Linked DNA regions of Mus musculus: region 1 is linked to region 2. The links are chromatin contacts, called in public Hi-C maps. All regions are on one chromosome and are shown on one strand. The core of a region is the stretch at or near the end of the contact, and the rest is flanking DNA. Distances in the headings are between cores, read along the strand shown. Region 1 overlaps Exoc3l2 (exocyst complex component 3-like 2). Region 2 holds the start of A930016O22Rik (RIKEN cDNA A930016O22 gene).

The links. A called contact is a pair of places that touch in the nucleus more often than the background predicts.
Region 1: a contact with region 2 is called in a Hi-C map of the AML12 cell line, with 1.4 times the contacts expected there. The contact joins the enhancer-like site here to the promoter of A930016O22Rik in region 2. A contact is called at or near these places in 11 of 39 promoter capture datasets (the C10 cell line, the HPC-7 cell line, cranial neural crest and 7 more), 19 of 484 Hi-C or Micro-C datasets (the AML12 cell line, the CH12 cell line, the G1E-ER4 cell line and 10 more), 6 of 115 datasets of contacts at active chromatin or transcription factors (bone marrow-derived macrophages, embryonic stem cells, intestinal crypt epithelium and 1 more) and 5 of 9 other capture datasets (adipose tissue, embryonic stem cells, liver and 2 more).

The regions. Positions count from the first base shown.
Region 1 is chr7:19,490,565-19,495,009 of GRCm38.p6, forward strand. Exoc3l2 (exocyst complex component 3-like 2) reads left to right here. Exons shown (of 12, transcript NM_001370800.1): 11 at 1,092-1,213; 12 at 4,393-4,445. Among named protein-coding and RNA genes, the nearest start is that of Bloc1s3, 16 kb to the right of the region's middle. Within about 2 kb of position 1,452, at least 36 of the 459 cell types and tissues checked have an H3K27ac peak or open chromatin away from gene starts, as enhancers often do. A contact at or near this core is called in the AML12 cell line, the HPC-7 cell line, adipose tissue and 1 more, where this site is marked.
Region 2 is chr7:19,419,553-19,424,073 of GRCm38.p6, forward strand. It overlaps A930016O22Rik (RIKEN cDNA A930016O22 gene), which reads right to left and starts at 1,865. Exons shown (of 2, transcript NR_073015.1): 1 at 1,605-1,865; 2 at 1. It overlaps Ckm (creatine kinase, muscle), which reads left to right. Exons shown (of 8, transcript NM_007710.2): 6 at 1-10; 7 at 555-744; 8 at 1,656-2,031. The coding sequence ends at 1,834.

The sequences.
Region 1 (4,445 bases), core at 202-2,701, 71 kb after region 2:
GGTCATGATTTAGAGGCCAACCTGGTCTACACATATTGAGGTCCAGGCCATCAGAGCTATGCAGTGAGACCTTGTCTCAAAAACAAACAAACAAACAAACAATTTTCTGAATCCAAATATCACTAAATGCAAGAATTTGCAGTCCCAAATCTGTTGGTCCAGTTGTCATGGGCAGGCAGGGTGGCCCATGAACTCACGAGGTGCTCTAGGGATTCATAGCCTGTGTGTCCTTGGGAATTTATAGTTTCACTTACTGAAACATTTTCAAGATAATTTTTGTGGACTTACAGGCAGCCCTCTGAAAGAGCACACGGTGGCCCTCTGGACGTTTTAGCCATGCTTTCTGAATGATGACATTCCACCCCTTTTTGGTGGCAGAGCAGAAGACAGAACGGAGAGCCTCGCACACGCTGGCCCTCAGTCCCACCTGGAATAACTCTATCTTACACTCCCCTTCCCCATCAAGTGTCTGTGCTCTAGCTCTTGTTTCTTGACTATGTAGCCAGCTTCAAATGCCCCTGCCTCTGCCTCCCTAGTGTGGGTGTTTTTAAAGTTTGTTTGGTTTTGGGTTTTGAAGTTATGTCTCACACACCTGAGACTGGCCTTAAATTCCTTATGGTTGAAGATGGCTGAACTCCAGATCCTCCTGCCTCCACCTCACCCATGCTGGGATTATGGGTATTTGCTACCAAACCTGGATGGAATTGGTTAGATTTTTGTTGTTGTTGTTGTTTGTTTTGGAAGACCTGTGGCTCTGTAGACCAAGTTGGCCTCGAACTCACAGAGATCTGCCTGCCTCTGCCTCCCCAGTGCTGGGATTAAAGGCGTGCGCCACCACTGCCCAGACAACTAGCAGATTTTAGTTCCTGTTACCCAATCTAGGGTTATCTGTAAAAACTCGGGGGCAGATTATATAAGGGGTTCTCCATCATATAAGCAAAGCTTGTAGCTAATGCCTTGCCAGGCTGCCTTCTGAGCCCTCTTACCCATGGGGAAGACTAAAGAGCTAGGGAGGAGCAAGGCTCAGCATGGAAAGGGTATTGGGGAGAAGGGGCTTGCATTGGGTGACCCTGAAACCCTTGTTCCCACAGGAGTCCCAGGCTTATTGGCTTGACCAAGTGGTGCCACACTTGGCAGAGATCCTACAGTTGGAGGACACTCCGAGCATCCAGGTGGAGGTCGGGGTGCTGGTGCGGGACTACCCAGACATCAGGTGAGGTGCAGCAAGCCCCCGGGTCTCTTTGGCATCCGTCCCAGCGTTTCCTGGCCTGCGCCAAAGCAGGGTGGCGGCAGAGAGCAGAGCGTGTCTGACGGCTGTTTCCTGCTGGGACCAGGGCATTCTTAATACGATTTCCCTCCTTCTGCTGCCGCCGCCACCGCCACCAGGGCTCGCAAACAAACAAGCGGTCACAGGAAGCCCGGGGCAAGGGGGGCGCAGGCCGCCCGGCGGCAGGAAGGGCTGGCCCTGCAGGGAACCGCCGGGGACACGGGGGACACACACGGGCATGTGGGCGCACACTCAAGGGACAGTAGCAGGCACGTCCAAATCTAGGTGGGCCACTTCCTTTTGACCAGACCTTCCTTGTCTGCTGCCTACGGATGGTAATACCCTAATTGTGAGCTGGCTGTGGGAATTACACCTTCATTCTTATCTAGGACAGTTTAACAGTAAAAGCTGCAGTCCAGCCAGGGTGTGGTGGCACATGCCTTTAATCCCAGCACTCTGGAGGTAGGGGTGAGGTGGATTTCTGAGTTCCAGGACAGCCAGGGCTACATAGAGAGCAGAGAGAGAGAGAGAGAGAGAGAGAGAGAGAGAGAGAGAGAGAGAGAGAGAGGGCAAAAGTATGTTTTTTGATGGTTTTTTTGTTGTTTTTGTTTTGGTTGTTTTGTTTTTGTTTTGGTTGTTTTTGTTTTTAGAAATGCAAAATAACTTACCTGTATAATGCATGGTCTCACAGTTGTCAAGTGACAAGAGTCTGGGATTTGAATGCAGACCAGCAGATCTGATTTCAAATCCAGGACAGGACATTGTCACCTGTGAGTGACAGACAGTGGTCTAATGAAGTAGCAATGGGAGGAGTGGCTTCCTGGCACTGTGGTGGGCAGGGGCAGCTAGTCTCCACAGGAGCATGGTGGGAGGAGGGCTGAGTTTGAGATTTGAAGGCTTGGAGTCAAGGGAGAGGATTCTGTTCTGGAGGTATAAGCGATCTCAAGGATTCCCAGCATCCTCAGGGGATTTCTGAAGTTGAGTCAGAGTTCAGGCACAGCGAAATGGTCCAGTGAATGGGACCTTGCTAAACTCTTAGAATTAGCTGTGTTTATTTTATTTTATTTTATTTTATTTTTCCAAGAAAAGGTTTCTCTGTAGACAAGGCTGGGGTTTTTTCTTCTTCTTCTTCTTTTGTTGTTTGTTTGTTTTTAAAGATTTATTATTATTTATATAAGTACACTGTAGTTGTCTTCAGACACACCAGAAGAGTGCATCAGATCTCATTACAAATGGTGTGAGCCACCATGTGGTTGCTGGGAATTGAACTCAGGACCTTTGGAAGAGCAGTCAGTGTTCTTAACCACTGAGCCATCTCTCCAGCCCCCTTTTTTGTTTTCCAAGACAGGGTTTCTCTGTGTAGCCCTGGCTGTCCAATAACTCACTCTGTAGACCAGGCTGGCCTCAAACTTAGAAATCTTCTTGCCTCTGCCTCCCAAGTGCTGGGGTTAAAGGTGTGCGCCACCACTGCCCGACTGACCAGGCTGGTCTTGAACTTGCAGAGATTCACTTGCCTCTGCTTCCTGAGTGCTGGGATTAAAGGCGTGTGCCACCAAGCCTGACATCTTTATTCTTCTTATTTGGGGAGGGAGGAGCATGCACGACACAGTGCACACATGGGGGGGGGGCAGAGGACACTTTGCAAGAGGTCAGTTCTCTCCTCCAACCGTGTAGGTTTTGAGGATTGAACTTGGGCCTTCAGGCTTGGCAGCGAGTACCTGGTGAGGCAGGGGCCATCCTCCTACCTCAGGGCTGGGATCCCAGGTGTGATCTATCACACCAGCTGTGGAGCTTTGTTATGCATCAGGGATGTGGAGTTGAGATGGAAGGGCAGGGGAAACTTCTAGTAGCTGGGGCTTAGGATAAGGGTTTGTGGAGCAGAGGTGCTTTCGAGCACAAAGATGATTAGACGGTGAATTGTAGCGTGGACTCTTCAGAGGTGCCCCCGTTTGCAGACTGGGTTAGGAGTGGCATGAGTATCCTAGGGGCTGAAAGCTCAAGAATGATCTAGAATGATCTAAATGAAGAGACAGTGAGGTTTGGATGTCAGTGGTGGAGAAGCTTCCAAACCAGACCTGCAGAAAGAGGGGGTTAGGATTTAGTGGGGCGACACTCTTAGGCTGAGTGAGGCCATCGGGAGGAAAGGGATGAGGGAACTAAGGGTTAGCTGTGGCATCTGCCAAGTGTTAGCATACCTTCCGGATTTAGAAGTGGCAACTCGAGTGTGTAAATCTACCTACTCAGGAGACTGAGAGAATCAGAAGCTCAAGGAAAGCCTGGATAATTTAGTGAGACACTATCTGAAAATAAAACTTAAAAAAGGGGGCTAGAGGCCGGGCGTGGTGGCACACGCCTTTAATCCCAGCACTCGGGAGGCAGAGGCAGATGGATTTCTGAGTTTGTGGCCAGCCTGGTCTACAGAGTGAGTTCCAGGACAGCCAGGAGTACACAGAGAAACCCTGTCTCAAAAAAACAAAAACAAAGGTGGGGGGGATTAGAGATAAGATTCAGAGGTGGAACCCTGCTTAGAATCCCCCAGTGAGGGGCTGGGGTGTGGCTCCGTGGTAGAGCCCCTGCCTAGAATCCCCCAGTGAGGGGCTGGGGGCGTGGCTCAGTGGTAGACCCCTGCCTAGAATCCCCCAGTGAGGGGCTGGGGGCATGGCTCAGTGGTAGACCCTTGCCTAGAATCCCCCAGTGAGGGGCTGGGGGCGTGGCTCAGTGGTAGAGCCCCTGCCTAGAATCCCCCAGTGAGTGCCTGGGGGCGTGGCTCAGTGGTAGAGCCCCTGCCTAGAACCTCTTACATGTGAGATCCTTGCTTCAGTCTCCTTTACTGTAAATGTCCTATTAAAGGAGACTGCTGAGGTAAGTTAGAATGAAGATTGAAAGTTAAGTTAATGAGGATTAGAGACACTGAACAAAAAGTTTTTATTACTGAGCTTGGAGGTAAGAGTTCTGGACGATTCTACATGGAAAATTTGGAAATGTCTGCAAGAGATTGGGACAAGATGACACCAGGAAATGAGACAAAGAGTTCCAGAGTTCACGCAGGGTACACTGATGGGCTGGGTACCTGTCTGGGTCCCAGGATCCTCATGGACCTTTGTCTTCCCGTCCTCTCCCAACAGGCGGAAGCATGTGGCAGCCCTCCTTGACATCAGAGGTCTTCGAAACACAGCTG
Region 2 (4,521 bases), core at 615-3,114:
CCTGCAGAAGGTGGGTGGCTGCGTCCTGATTGCAACCCCATGTAAAGCCAAGCTCCTTCCTAAACCCAGCCCTGCCCTTCCAAACCCTCCACGCCCAGTTCCTAAAACTCCTCCCCTTCCACACTGGCCAAGCCCATGCTGGCTTTTCATCACCCACTTTCCAGTCTCTGCCTCTTACACACATTCACACACATGCACATATACATGCCTTTTCTGATTTCACTCCCTAAGAAGGTTCCGACCATTCCCCACCCTCGCCCGTTTTCCCATCCTCACTTTCCAGCCCCAGACCCAGCCCTACCATTCAGAACTCACCTCCCCCATTTACCAAGCCCTGTTCCCATCCCCAGGGTCTGAAACCAGCCCCCATCTTTGCCCAAGGCCTTTCTGGGCAGAATTCCTCCTGGTTGTTTCTCCACTCTCACGCGCCTACCCCCACCTATGTCCTAACACCTGGTCCCTCACACACACACACACACACACACACACACACACACACACACACCCCAGACTGCCTTTGGAGTCCAATTCCTGGTGTCCTCTCCCTTTCTCAGATTGAGGAGATCTTCAAGAAGGCTGGTCACCCCTTCATGTGGAACGAGCACCTGGGCTACGTGCTCACCTGCCCCTCCAACCTGGGCACCGGGCTGCGCGGAGGCGTGCACGTGAAGCTGGCGAACCTGAGCAAGCACCCCAAGTTTGAGGAGATTCTCACTCGCCTTCGTCTGCAGAAGCGCGGCACAGGTGCGGCCCGCCCCGCCCCGCCCCGCCCCGCCCCGCCCCGCGGCGTCTGGGGAGGGATCTACCGAGGAGGGGTGTCCCTGCAAGTTCCGGGATTAAGAGTATTTGATGTGTATTTTACGTACATCCCCGATCCTCTATTGGCGGCTCAGATTCTCTACCTGTAAATGGAATGGGGTCAGTTTGACCGCAGGCTGACAATCTTGGTTTTTTTGTTTGTTTGTTTTGTTTTTCGAGACAGAGTTTCTCTGAGTAGCCCTGGCTTTCCTGGAATTCACTCTGTAGACCAGGATGCCCTCGAACTCACAGAAATCCTCCTGCCTCTGTCTCCCGAGTGCTGGGATTTAAAATGTGCATCACCATTGCCCGGTATTTTTTTTTTTTTTTTTTTTTTTTTTTTTTTGGGTTTTTGAGACAGGGTTTCTCTGTATAGCCCTGGCTGTCCTGGAACTCACTCTGTAGACCAGGCTGGCCTCAAACTCAGAGATCCACCTGCCTCTGCCTCCCAAGTGCTGGGATTAAAGGCGTGCGCCACCACGCCCGGCTCCGGTATATTTTTAAAATTAAATTTGTCTGTGTGAGAGAGAGCACTCCCACTTCACGACACTTGCATGGATGTCAGAGGACAACTTTCTAAAGTCAGTTCCTGCCTTCCACCACGTGAGCCCTGAAAATTGAACCCGGATGTCAGGTTTAGCAAAAAGCATCTTTACTCACTCAGCTATTTCGCTGGCCTGTGCTATAATTTCTTGTTGAGCTGAGACCTCACCCTAACATCCAGGCATACAGGGCCTAATATCAATAACTGGTGACTTGTGAACAGCAACTTTCCGAGACGTTTGCACTTGGGCACAGGGTCGTACCTGCACCTCTGCTCCCTGTCCAATGCCTCTGTGGCGTTTGCTCCCGCGCAGGTGGCGTGGACACGGCTGCGGTGGGCGCCGTGTTCGACATCTCCAACGCCGATCGGCTGGGCTCATCCGAAGTCGAACAGGTGCAGCTGGTGGTGGATGGCGTGAAGCTTATGGTGGAGATGGAGAAGAAGCTGGAAAAGGGCCAGTCCATCGACGACATGATCCCCGCGCAGAAGTAGGCGCAGGGCGTGGCGCACCAGCCTGCAGTGTGCGCTGGTGCCCCGCCTCCTGGAAGTCCAATCATTGGGCTCTGTCCTCTGGGTTCTGGCCAATGAGAACCTGCCTCTCCGGAGCCCCGCCCACCTGCTTCTCAGGCGCTCCGGAGCGCCGGCTGCTTCTCCATGCCCTGCCTTAAATAAAAGTCCGTGATGGCCTTAGCTGTGAGTGTGCCAGCTACTGAGGGAGGAGGAGCGGGGACTTACCTCTTATGCGTCTCACTTGGCGTCCTGTCTGTCTTCCGTCCTTTCTAACTGCTAAGTTATTGCTGTTTTGAGACAGCTGCTCTTGTAGCTAAGGCTGGCCCTGAATTCCCTATGTAGCTGAGGATAGTCTTGAATTTCTAATCCTCTGCTTTTCAACTTCTGGGATTAGAGGTGTGCGCCACCATGCTTGGCACAGGTATGCACAGGTACACACACTTGTGACAGGCTAGACGAGGGCTGTGGGTGTCTTCCTCTGTTATTCTCAAATTATTATTATTATTATTATTATTATTATTATTTTTATGCAGCCCTGGCTGTCCTGGAACTCACTATGTAGACCAAGCTGGTCTCGAACTCATAGAGATCCATCTATCTCTGCCTATTGAATGCTGGGTCTAAGGGCATGTGCTACCACACCTGGCATCCACCTGTTTTGACAGTCTCTTCGCTGAACCTGACACTCACTGTCTCAGCTAAGTGAAGGGTCACCCAGGACCCAGGGTCAGCCTGTTTCTGTCCACATGCTGGGGTCACAGGCGCATACCCATGCCTGTCATTTACTTGGATAATGATGACCCAAACTTAAGTTCTCTTGATAGCGTAAAACAGGGCTGTCATCCACTCAGTCATCTCCTTTACCCTTGTTAAACACGGGCTATCCCTATATACTTTAGGTTGGCCTCAAACTTACTATGTAGCCCAGGCTGGCCTCAAACTTACATTAACCTCCTGAATCTGCCTCCTGAATTCTGGAATGGCAGGCAGATCCACCATGCCCAGCTTAGCCGGCAGTCGGTAGAGGCGGCTCACCAGGCGAAAAACGGATCCTGCACTAACCTGACGTGTTTGGTCCCAGAACTTGTGACAAGGCAGTAGAACCAACTCTCAAAACTGAGTTCTCTTGACAAAAGTGTTCCCTTTCACAGATACTACATCAAGTGAAATAATGTTTTAAAAATAGGCCACAGTTCCCATCTGCAGTTGGTGATCCTTCCAGGTCAGGATCTCACGTAGACCAGGTTAGCCCTCAAACACTATGTAGCCAAGAAAAACCTTGAGTGTTTTTTGGTTTTTGTTGTTTTGTTTTTGAGACAGGGTCTCTCTACATGTCATTGTTGTCCTGGAACTCACTACGTAGACTAGGCTAGCCTTGAACTCAGAGATCTGCCAGTTTTTGCCTCCTAAATATCGGGATTAAATGCATGTACCACCACACCTGGTTGATCTTGAACATCTAATCATTTGGCTTTTACCCATTTATTGCTGGGATTACAGATTTGTGCCACCGTGCCTGTCCTGGGGACCTGAACCAGGGCCTCCTGCATGCCAGGCAAAGCCCTCTGCTGAATGAGCTTCGAATCTCTTGCTCTCCTGCCCAGCCACTCCCACTATGTGTCTTTGCAGGAGTTTCTGCTTCCAGATGGAGCACATGGGTTGGGCCATCACTAGGAAGTGATTAGGGTCTTCAGTCCCAAGAAAGAGCCAGAAGGGGTGTGGGGACAGTTTTTGAGAGAGGAATACATACCAAGCCGAGGCATGGCGGTTCACCCTCCCCACTTAGCCTCAGCACTCAGGAGGCAGGTGCAGCTGGATCTCTGTGAGCCTGAGGCTAGCCTGCTCTACATAGTCAGTGTCCTATACCTATAATCCCAGAACATGGGAGGTGGAGGCAGGATTGGCAGGTCAAAGCCAGTCTTGGCTATACAGAGACCAGTCTAGGCTTTATGGAAACAAACCCAGGTACCGTGACAAGTTTCTGTAGCTGCAGAGTGAGGAGTTATTGTCAACAGGCTGAGTCAAAGGCCCACAGAGAGAGCATGGGTACACAAGAGATCAGCTCAAAACAAAACAGGTTGTGAGTCCTTAGAGGTGTGCCAGCAGCAACCTTGTACCCCAGCTCTCAGAAGGCTGAGGCAGAAGGATTGCCAAAAGTCCAAGCCTAGTCGGAGACAAGTAGCAAGACCAGGTCTTAATGAAAGCTGGCTCAGTAGTTAGGCTCACTTGCTGACCCAGTAGACATGGGTTCAGTCCAGCACTCAATCCACAGCTCAAAGCTGTCTGGTACTCCAGCCCGAGGACTCAACACTCTCATCTGGCCTCCAGGGGCACCTGCATGGACAGAGCAGGAAAAAAAAAAAAAAAACAAACAACAACAACAACAACAAAAAAAAAAAACCAACCAACGGAGCAAACCAGAAAACCATTCACAGAGACACATAAAATAATAGAGATCTTTAAAAAAAATCAAAAGGTTGGGCTGGAGAAATGGCTCAGTGATTAAGAGCACCAGCTGCTCTTCCAGAGGTCCTGAGTTCAATTCCCAGCAACCACATGGTGGCTCATAACCATCTCTAATAGGATCTGATGCCGGCTACAGTGTACTCACATAAAATAAATCTATTTTAAAAATCAAAAGGTCAAAAAAAAGATTAAAAAAAAAGTCA